Linked DNA regions of Mus musculus: region 2 is linked to region 1. The links are chromatin contacts, called in public Hi-C maps. All regions are on one chromosome and are shown on one strand. Each heading gives the region's core, a stretch centred on a gene start, on an enhancer-like site or on the middle of the called end of the contact. The rest is flanking DNA. Distances are from core to core; before and after follow the strand shown.

Evidence for each region. Hi-C and Micro-C count contacts between places; a contact is called where the count stands out from the background.
Region 2: a contact with region 1 is called in a Hi-C map of uterus, with 17 times the contacts expected there. The contact joins the promoter of Ndufb6 here to the promoter of Map3k7 in region 1. A contact is called at or near these places in 2 of 484 Hi-C or Micro-C datasets (CD4 T cells and uterus).

The regions. Positions count from the first base shown.
Region 1 is chr4:31,961,787-31,967,626 of GRCm38.p6, forward strand. It overlaps Map3k7 (mitogen-activated protein kinase kinase kinase 7), which reads left to right and starts at 2,321. Exons shown (of 16, transcript NM_172688.3): 1 at 2,321-2,596. The coding sequence starts at 2,477.
Region 2 is chr4:40,275,967-40,281,806 of GRCm38.p6, forward strand. It overlaps Ndufb6 (NADH:ubiquinone oxidoreductase subunit B6), which reads right to left and starts at 3,455. Exons shown (of 4, transcript NM_001033305.3): 1 at 3,192-3,455; 2 at 1,687-1,779. The coding sequence starts at 3,371.

The DNA.
Region 1 (5,840 bases), core at 1,071-3,570:
CTAACTTTAGATTTAAGTATATGATGTTCATCTCAGTAATATTTATTACTAGATAAGAGAAACAGCAGATAAATGAATAATACCCTCTCAAATATGCCTTGTCAATTCCCAGATTCTCAGTTCCAAAGGCCTAAGTTTCTTTGTCTCAAAATTATAAACCAGATCAGAGTCTCACCAGAAACTTCATCACCTGTGAAATAGGAGATTCAAATACCTTTTTTTTTTTTTTTTTTTTTTTTTTTGGTTTTTCAAGACAGGGTTTCTCTGTATAGCCCTGGCTGTCCTGGAACTCACTCTGTAGACCAGGCTGGCCTCAAACTCAGAAATACACCTGTCTCTGCCTCCTAAGTGCTAGGATTAAAGGCCACCACTGCCCTCGAGATTCAAATATCTTAATCCTGAATCCCAACCCATTCCCACCCAGCCAACCCAGAAAGTTTCATCCCAGGCATTCATAAGCCTCATGGTGAATTACCACTCTGATATGTGAGCTTAGGCATTTAGATTGCATCTTTTGATAGATACAGGTGCCCAACAGGTCCAAAACTCGGTAAAAATTTAGTATTCAGAATACATCAGAAATCATTGTCATAACAGTGATGCTGAAAGCCAAGACCCTGGGTAAAACTGCCTAGAAAGTGAGTGCAGCAGGAAGAAACTATTGTTTGTCACTGTGACTATGACTTACAAAATGAGAATGGTAGCTCACAGTAGCTTCCTGTCAAATACAATGATCTACTTGCAAACATGTTCAATTTACTCTTTTTTTTTTACATTATCCTAGATTGTTGTTCTATGAGAAAGCTCCCGTGTAGTGAAATTGGGATCCCTCTCTCTCCCCTCCTTTCAGCCTGTTAGGAAGCGCAGGACTTGACATTCTCAAGAGCGCATCCTTGGTCACTAATTTTAACTCCAATGGTTCCACTGGTTTCCAGTCAAATCAACTAAAACTCAGCACCTAGCTTAAATTTAAAATCGTGTTGGTCATACAACATGGGCAATACCTTCCATCTTGGGGTTCTCTGACCTAACTTGTGACACTCAAACTTGAATTGCCATGCTACTGCTGAGTATTTAGTAAGCATACAGCACTAGCATTAAAGGCAGGAAAGGAAAAGCTATGAGACCATAAATAGGGAAAGGTGCCCCTTATTCGAAGTTGAAACTCCTCATCGGGTTAAAAATAAATAAATAAATAATCTCAGTACAACCAACATTTGCTATGAAGACTGCCGACACAAAGGCAACATTCCTTCCTATAAAGGTATCTTAGGTTAAACTAGCAGTGGATCTTTGCCTAAGGTTCAAGCCTGTGCCCTTCGTCCTTTCCTAGACATTAGACTATTAACTTTGTTTCCAATTAAGTTATCTTAACTCTAGTAACCCCGGAATATGGGGCTTTACCGTAGCAATCCTAATCTTGTTGGGTAGTCTTCAGGAACCACCCTATGATCTCCCTTAAACTCAACAATCCTTCAGAGACATTAGTCCTTCAAAGACAATGTCCTCAAAGGTCGCCAAAATGCTGTACATAAACATTAAGGACAATGAAGCGTGACTCTCCTTATAGCTCTGAGGCATAGTGGCTCCTCTTAAAATCCGTCGTCTTGGTGTGTCCACGGATTCTCAAACCAAACCCTCGGGGCTGTTGTGGACGACAGCCTCGGGAAGGTGACAAAGCGAAGCCATCTGAACTGCCTTAGGAAGTGTGTAAAACGCCACTGGTGTCTCTCTACGATGCTAACTTCCATTAGTGAGCGCTCACGCGTCACGGTGCTCCCCCCGATGGCGCGCGCTAACCGCTGCTCCCGAACCCCCTCGCCAGCTCGGGGTTCCGCTTAAAAAAGTAACGGGCTCACGGCTGAAAACCCGACATGAAGAGGTGCCCAATGAGCACAAGACAAACCCTAGGCTGCCTGACCGCAGACCGCCCAGCACAGAGCAGGGGAAGGCACGACGCGGCTCAAAAGAAACAGGCAGAAAGCGACGGAGTTCATCTTTCCCGCTGGATCCCGCAGGACCAACCGGTCCGCCTTCGGGCTCGCTCCGCGCCAGTTCCGATCGCGCACATTTACTACGTCACGGCGTCCAGTCTCGCGGTATCCTCCTGCCGCCGAGGCCCTTTCGCAAAAGTCTCGCGAAACCTGTTCCTCGGGCCCACGGCTCCGCGCTCGCCCTCCTCCACTCCGCCCCTACCCCGGCTTCTCCCTCACTCGCTCCCCGGGTCAGGAAATTCCCCGCTCGGGTCCGGCAGGCGCGCCTCCTCCCTCCCAGTTCCGAGTTCAAACCGGAACTGGAAGTGTGGTGGGCGGGGCCCGGCGACGGAAAGCGCTGAGGAGCCGAAGCCGGGACTCGGCGGTGGCCCGGGTCGGTCCCGCGCCACGGAGCGCCGGGCGGCGGGGCTGCGGGGCTCCGGGCTGAAGGGCGCTGCGCGAGCCGGAGGGCGGGCGCGGCCCCCCGGGCGCCGCGGGGGATCATGTCGACAGCCTCCGCCGCCTCGTCCTCCTCCTCGTCTTCTGCCAGTGAGATGATCGAAGCGCCGTCGCAGGTCCTGAACTTCGAAGAGATCGACTACAAGGAGATCGAGGTGGAAGAGGTGAGCGAGGCCGAGACCTGCTGCCCCGCGCCGCCTGGGATCCCGGGCGGGAGGCGGCTTCCCCATGGGCTTCGGGGGTTGAGTCTGAATCTGTGATTCTCTACCTGATTCTTATGTGGTCGGCAGTTCAATTATCCGTAAATAGATTGAGCAAAGTTTGGTGGCCGCGGGATTTCAGCTCGCTGGTAGTGGTGTTAGAGTCCAGGATAGTGTGTGTGTGTGTGTCTGTCTGTCTGTCTGTATGTCTGTCTTGTCTGTCTGTGTGACTTCTAGCGCAGTGTGTGACACGAAAGGATGCTTGGGACAGGCTGGTAAAGAGAACGTCGAACGTCTCACGGTGCTTCCCCTGGTCCCGGATTCTTCTTTCTCTGATACCGTAGGTAGTTCTACCTTCTATTGGGCTCTGTAGATGAATTTCAATCTCTAGTAACGTTAAGTCTGTTATGAAAACATGTTTCAAGTAGCATAGTCTGAAGAGGCAAGTAGTGATTATGGTGACAGTCAGAATATTACGCTACACCAGAAATCGCTGTTAGAAAAACCGAATAAATTCAATGTTCAGGTGGAAGAGTGTCTTCACTTCATCGCCTATTTTCAGATTCACAGTGGGGCCAGTGACTTCTAAGAGTCTTAATATTTACTGAAGAGGAAAAAATCTGTACATATATTCAAAATGCCGTTTAGAACTCGTTGAAGCTTTGGTTAGAAACGCGTTCACGCAGTTTCTATGAGTTTAACCGTTTTTTAAGAGCACTGTGCATTTTCTGTGCCTTAATGTGTGGGTTTTTTATAGCTAGACTGAGTTGTCTTTTCTTCATTTTTAAAGTATTATAGTAAGGAGTTAAAAGATGCAAGCAAATTAACAATCAATAAATACATCTTTACCTTAGAGGACTACTAAGTCATATCTTTGTATCACAAAAACTAACCAGAGATGAGTGTGTTCATTGAGAGCATGATTATCTTAGAAAAAGTGTGCTGGATAGGGGAAGGTTTGAGACAGAGGAAGACGCTTCAGAGATAGACAGAGCACTGTGGGACTTGGTTTCCTACTGCTTTCTGTGTGTTCGTTTCCTTAACTGTAAGATGGGAGTGATTGCTACTTTATCAGTGTGACAAATCCAGTTAAGCAGTGTGTGCAGAAAATCCAATATAGTGCCTGACATATTGTTAGGAAGCAAAGTTCCAGACAGGAAGGGTGACCTGCTTTAAGGTCATATGCTAAAAGAAGGCCTGTTTTTGAAGAGGAAAACATTTTATATGTCCCCCCCACCCCCATTGAAGCTAAGATAAATTCCTTTTTTCAGAAGCGGGTAGTTGGTCCAGCTTTCATGGATAACATTCTTTTTTAAGACTAAAACTTCAGTGAGTCAGTATACAAGAATCGCAGCTTTTAAATAAGCATTTACGTGTACTCTCATGAATTGCTGTCCTTGTAGACTACAAATTGTTATATAATAATAACTTGTACTTCATGGTCTACCACATATTTCCACGAGCTTACTTTGTTTGATTTTTGCAGCCTTAGTTTTTTGCACACAACTTTTTAAAGCTTTCACATTCTTGCCTCATTGGGGCCTGCAAGTTGCTAAGGGAGACAATAATCAATTTGAAGCCCTCAATCCAAAGCTGGTACATTTTTGAAATTTGTTTCGTCTTAGAACCTAGTTTATTTTTATAGTCCCGATTTAATTCAGGCCTTTCTGATGTCAAAACCATTACATAATTTCCATTATAGTCTTCCTGTGAGCACATTAAAGAGATTGTGCAGTCAGAGGTGCATCATGGGCACTCAAACTATTTCAACTTACATTCCATCTCTAGTTTAAATCATAAATAGGAAAACAGAAAGATGACCCAACATGAAAACTATCTCACATGCCTTCAGTGTTTTATATGGACAAGTATATCATAGCCCTATCAATTAAGAAAAGAATGGCTTGGTGTATAACCCAGTATTGAAGTTCTTGCCCTCTGTGCTTGAGGCTCAGGCTCCAATCCTAGCACCACAGAAAGCGAAACAGTAAGTCGAGAGAACCACATTATTTATTTCTCAACCCATAATATAATGGACTCAGCACTACACAAAGATAATTAGAAGCTGTGGCAGGAAAACATCTAACTCCAGGCAGATGGGGAATCATTTCGTAGATACACATTTCTAAGACAGCAGATGTTTCCATCATTGCAGTATCAGAGTACTGTGGCTCTTCACTTTCATGTCAGATTATATTAGTTTTCTGCCTAAGAAATCTACATGAGTACTTAATTTTTATAAGTCATTCAGTTTTTAACCTTCTGTACGTCAGTGAAGAGAGTCAGGACATAGACTAGACACTTTCAGGATTGGATGGTTTGGTGGAAAATGTACTCAGATTTAGAAAATTAGATGCTGCATTGTGTCAGAATATATGGAGTCAGGTCATTCAATTTGGAGACCTGTGATATCTCTCTTAAATTGATAGATTAGACAAAATTATTAGAAATCTATTCCTGTTGTAAAAATAAAATACCTTGTTTCCAACATGGACTATCTTGTTCTCCACAATAAGTTTGGGCATTCTTAGACAGTCGTCATAATCTCCCAGGAAATGTAGTTGGGTAGACAGACAAATGATATCCCCATTTTATAGATACTGACAACTGGTCACGGAGTTTGGTTTGCCAAAAGCCTCTTGTCTCAGTCAGTGGTAGAGCTGGAATTTGAACTTCCTCTCTCATGAGTCTACGTCCTGTAGGTATATGTGCAGTGTCACTGCAGTAGTCTACAGTGGAACCTAATTCTAGGAAGGAGGACTCAGAATACTCCTTTCCTTCCTAGAGGTTGGGCCTGCACATTTCACATTTTCTTCTCTGTACAGTACAGCTCAATGCAAGAATCCTAAGATTAGTTACTTTCTCAAAGTCACAATGTTAAACTTGTAGGTCAAGCACATAAGCCATAATGGACACATCAGCTCCAGTAAGTAGAGAGAGGATTGAAGCTACTTACCAAATAAATTTATCTCATTGGCTCAAAATATCACTAGTGAATAATTGCCTTGCACGTGTTCTTCTGCCTTTGTGCTCTTCCTCCAAAATATCATGTGACTAGTTCCTTCTCACCATTCAAGTCCCTCCACAAATGTCCCTTCCTAAGAGAAGCTTTCCCCAAGGAACTTGGGACATAGTATTTCTATTGTCCTCATAGCTCCTAACTGAATTGTGTGCCCATCTCAGCCAGATGTAAAGTATCTTATTTACA
Region 2 (5,840 bases), core at 2,205-4,704, 8.3 Mb after region 1:
AAATTGGTCTCAGCTTATGGGGTCAATAGAGACTCTTTAGCCACGTCCTCAGTCTAGAGGACATGCTCATCACAGACTTTCTGTCTGTCCTTCCAACTGGCCTAACTTGTTCCCGCCATAGTCTTCCTTGAATTTGCTGTTTTTCTAACAGTACATATTCCTGGAAGTCAAATACTTACTTTTATATGTTCTTTCTACAACAATAAAGAGGACATACTAGGCATTCCATTCTTATTGCTCAAAGACTCTACTGTGGGCCAGGGAGATGGTTCACAGGACAAAGGCTTGCTGCTAAGCCTAACAGTTTGATCCCTGGAGACCACAGGGTAAAAGTACAGAACCCAAGTTCTTCAAGCTGTCTTTTGGCATTCTTTAACCTTCTTGACCTTAACACTTTTGAAGGTAGCAAGCCAATAACCCTGCTCCAATGGAACGTTTCTTCCAGTGGGCTTGCTTCATGATTCCTTGTGACTGCATTCCGTTTATGCAGTGGGCAGGAACATCAAGAAGCTGAGGCTGCTGTCCTCTTGCTGCATCTATCAAGCAGCACAGTTTCTGTCTGCCTCATGGCTGACCACACTGAGATGCTGCCTGCTGGACTGTAACTTAGAGAGAGCCCTGTTTCCAGGCCTTCTTAATGGACAGACTTAGTGACCATGCATTCAAACACACGCCCACATTCACATTCGTGGTTATTTCTCCATCTACCTATGAATACACAGTAATAACTATGAGTTCATACAAACACTTCCAATTCTAACTCCATTCTCCAAGGTGTTCCCCTGTTCATGTAAATAACTCCATTCGATCAGTGCACTTATTCGATCAAGCTCCTCCCATCTAACAAATGTCCTGTCACCATCACCACACCTTGTGATGTTGAACCTCCTCACCTTATTTGGGTTCTGATGTCTTACTCCACCTCAGGTTCCTTACTTGACTCCCTTCTCGAATTCCAGTATCCTATCCCAGGTTGCTGGCACTAAGGCTCCCCAAATGGACGTGCTCAGCCTACTCTAGCAACTCTCACTGGACACAGAACACCCCATTTACACTATCTGAGTTCCAACACTCCACACTACTGTTCCCCTTCCATGATGTCGCAGAAACCACATGCCCTTCTCCTACTGCCTAGGATCCAATAGAGCGGAACAACCACACTGTGCTGTCCCTTGTCTTTAAACCACGGCAAGGGGCTTTAGTCAACCCATGCAAGATCTTCCCATGAAAAAGTTTGTGGTTTTTGGATACCCTAGATTGTAAAGGAAGAGAATTACGAAAAATCAGATAAGGACAAGGAAAGGGAACTGAGACATGGCAGACTTGTTGGAACGTTACCACATAACGGACTGGTCTAAAGAAGCAGCAGAAGTCATCTTTATACCTGCTCAGGACTCCAGGGTTAGATAGACATGCTGACCATTTAAACACTACTTCAAGGAAATGCATTGCAAAAGGTATAAGCTAGTGTAAGAGTAATTTTTTGATTTCTAAGTTTTGAAACTACTTGTATATAAGAGTACTCAGAATTCAACTAAACCTTTACCCACCCACCCCCAAAAATTCAAAGAACTTTAAAATCAGCTTAGCATGGCATATTATTTTCTGAGTATAGCACAGCCACAGGAAATTATTGGATAATATTAAAAATAAGTTCTGGACAGCATACATTTAAAGTATACTTACAGCCATATGATATTTGACATAATAGTGAACAAACCACATAGGTATAAGCACATGAGAAACAGCGAAGAGACTGGAGCGGTACGCCTTAAAGACCTGCGGGGGAAACACATACAAAATAAGCAAACATCCGCTCTTTACAGTTTTATTTTTTAGATTTATTTACTTTATGCATGTAAGTGTTCTGTCTGCATATATGTATGTGTACCAGGAGTATGCCTGGCGCCCTCAGAGCTCAGACAGAAGAAAGCATCAGATGCCCTGGAACTAGAGTTACAGACAGTTTTGAGCCACCATGTGCATGCTGGGAACCAAAACTGGGTCCTCTGAAAGAGCCAAGTGGTCTGAAGCAGTCACCTCTCCAGCCTCACCCCACCCCTCACTTGAGACAGGGTCCCAAGCGTTAGCCAAGGCTGGCCCGCCTCCCTCTGCAGAGATCCTCGGCTATCCTCCTGCCTCAGCCTCTGGAGCTGCTGTGATTACCAACATGCGCTGCTTACTCTCCCTAGCATGAGCTACCTTATTTTTCAATGTGTGTGGAACAAAAACCAAACCAACTAACCAAACAAAAACATTCCACCACTACCAACTATGTGTGATAATTATTTTACAAATTTCTAAATGGAACATATTTCCTGACAGATTGGGGCTGACCTACCAATTTCAGTATTTTCACTAACTCTGAGGCTTCCTATAGAATATCCATAGATTCTAAGACAGAATAAGCACCATTCTGCAAGACATAAGGCATTGTTGTTCAAGAAACCAACCAACCAACCAAGACTTTGTACAACTACTACTTCTACTTCTACCACAATTACTGGAAGGAGCTGAAAGCAATTCCCACACAATGTTCGCTACTCATCATTGATGTGATTTAATAGCAGTCTCCAAGAAAATATCTGGAATCCTTACAATAAAAAGCAGTCCTTGAGTGAACGGTTTTTCTGCCTGGAGGTCATGGAATGCAATTTAAAAGTAACTAAAAGTGTGTTAAACGTACACAGTGATGCGTAGAAAGGGAGCTTTAGAGTCTGACAAAGCATACCAAATAGAACCCTGTCTTCTGTTGCGACCCCATGGGGCTGTACTATACCAGCTGGCCAGTCTCTGGCACCTCAACCCTACCCACCGCGTAAGTGTTCTCAAATACTGAAATCACAGCCTGTGATCTCAGTTAATTCTGACCAGTTTAACCCGAGAAAAGGTATCTACACTCGAAAGAACTGCATGTGCGGCGAGCGTCTTGTAAAACCTAAGACCCGACTTCTCAGTACACCTGACAGCCACCTGCTCCTGGACTCCAGACCCCAGCCCTGAACAATAGCGACCTGACAGCGTCTCCGCTAAACCTGAGCCCCTGGACTGATTGTCCCTTGGGGCCCTCCCGGGTATGCGGGCTCTGGACAGGGTTGGGCCTTGATGGAACTGAGAGGAGTGGGCTGGGAGGCTTGGCCAGGCTGCGACCCGGGGTGGGAACCCGGACACCCGTGTGGCTCATCACTCACCATGTTCTTCCACACGGCCCCGTCCCGCAAAAAGTTATCCCAGAATCGCTCCAGGGGCCACATCCTGCGCGGGGGCAACACGGGCTCCCGGGGACTCAGCTCCTGGTCCTTCAGCCATCGTCTCCTTAGCTCCCGCAGCTGCTGCAGCCGCAGCTTCTCATCCGGCGTGTACCCTGACATGTTGCCGACGAGCCTACACAGGACCGGTCACTGACCTGCCCCTCCCGCTCCGCAAAGCGACCTTGAGGCGCCTGGAAGCGGCGCGGAGTGATGACGCCACACCAGCCCCGCCTCTGGGGGCGGGCCGACTCCTTCGCGGAAAGCAGGCTCTGCTCATGCGCAAAGCCCTCTCTTGGACCCTGGGTTTTAACAACCTGGGTTAAGTATGAGCTCAGGAAGGTCCCTGAGTTAAGAACTAAGTGGGCGGTGTTGGAAAGTGTGAGAAGTCCTGGGGCTAGGGTTCAGAGAAAGAACTTGTAGGGGAGGGGACCGGAAGAACAAGGACGATGGTTTAGCGAACCTCTGCCTCGCCCCCTTGAATTCTCTTCTTGACCGAGAGACACTTGCGTCCGAATTTGGCTCCCACCTCTTTCGTAACCCGCTAAGTAATCTTGAGCGCCTATCTCGGTTTTCTTCCCTCTCTGTACTGCAGAAATAAAGAGCACCTTATTTGGGAGGCTTCCATAGGCTCGCTCACTCTTTGATTCTGCCGGCCCACTTTGTAAGACATCCCAAAGGTATGGCAGTAAAAATTTGTAGGGGTGTGCACGAATATTCGTCACAACACGATATGTAATAGCAAAACATTGAAAAATCACCTCCCAGATTTCAGAATAGAGGATTAGTGGGAAAGCTTATAGTACTGTAAAGCATTGGTATGCTACTGCCATAAATGAGCCTTCTATTCATAACTGGAGTAACTTCTACAATCTATTGATAAGTTAAAAAAATAAATAAGTAAATAAAACCAACTACACCAAGTATGCTACCTTTTATCCAAAAGCAGGGAGAGTAGTAGTGATACTAAATATATATACATGCTCTGAAAATTTTAGAGTAATAAATGAAAATAATTTTGTTATTTGTATTTGGTTTTGGAGACAAGATCTCATGTTGGCTTTGAAATTGCTATTTAGGGAGACTGGACTTAAACTCCGAATTCCCCTGCCTCCACTACTCATGAGCTAGATGAAGTACACCAGTATGCCCAACCTAACTACTGCTTCAAACACCACCACCAATATTATATAGGGAAGATAGGATAGACACAAAAGTAGGAACTAGGGAGTTTGGAGGTGGCTTAGCGGTTAAGAACACTTACTGCTCCGTCAGAAGACTGAATTAGGAGAATCTAGCTACATGGTGGGGCTTCTGGAACCTGAGTGTTCTCCAGCAGAGAAGAATATGATTTATAAGGCTCTCTCTAGCGAACCAGAACTGGGGAAGTTTCTAAGACCAGTAAGCAACTTGATTAGCAGGTTTCTCTGGTCAAAGATGAAAACATTTCAGCATCAGTAAGTATGAATTGAATGATTTTTAAAATATAAAACACGTCACACATAACCAAGTCAAAATACTTTATTAAAAAATCTCGTTTTTGATTTTTGGATGATTTTTTTAAAGATTTTATTTATTTTGTGTGTATGAGTACACTGTCGCTGTCTTCAGACACACCAGAAGAGGGCATTGGATCCCATTATAGATCATTGTGAGCCACCATGTGGTTCCTGGGATTTGAATTCAAGACCTCTGGAAGAGCAGTTGGGTGTTCTTAACCGCTGAGCCATCTCTCCAGCCATTGGATGGCCTTGAAAAACAACTTATCTTGAAATCTGGTAAGAAAAAAAAAATCATTTCTCATGTCAATTTGTACACTATGCCTTGTGGCCAGTTTCCCCCTCCCCTCTCTGCTTTCTCACCAACCATTGATCTGCTTTCCATCACTATTAAAGAGTCCGTGTTCTTGTAGAACTTTCTATAAATGGGATCACAGATTTAACTTGATTTTGTCCTGTTCCTGTTACTCAACATCACTATCCAGGGGTTGAGGTATGAGGAGAACTTAGTAGCATATTCTTTGTTGTTCCTGAATAATAACCTATTGCAGGTGTTATACCACAGTTTAAATATTTACCTGTTAACCAACAGATTAGTTTTTCCTTATTTTTGGAAACCGCAAGCCCAGTTGCTATGAACCATCTTTGTATGATGTCTAGAAATAGAACAGCTGTGGAATGTGTAGTGTATACTTACCTGTAAAAAAAATTCCAAATGCTTTTCTTAAAGGTCTATTATGACTGTATCCATAGTTTGTGAGAGACCCATTTATCCACCCATTATTTGATGTGGTAAGTCATTTTAATAGATAATTAGTGGTATTATAACTTTCATTGTTCCAACATCTGAAAACAACACTTGCTTTTCCATTAAAAAAAAAATCAGACATTTTTTCTAGTGTTCTGTACAAATTACATCTTAGAGTAACAAAAAACTTCTGGGGAAATTTTCTTCGACGAAGCATTTTAATACCAAACATAGGAAGAACTGGCAAGCCAAACTTCACCATCACACCACCCCTCCTTCCTCAGCTCCAAGAGGATCCCCACCACCACCAGGTCTTCCCACTCCCTGGGGCCTCAAATTTCTGGA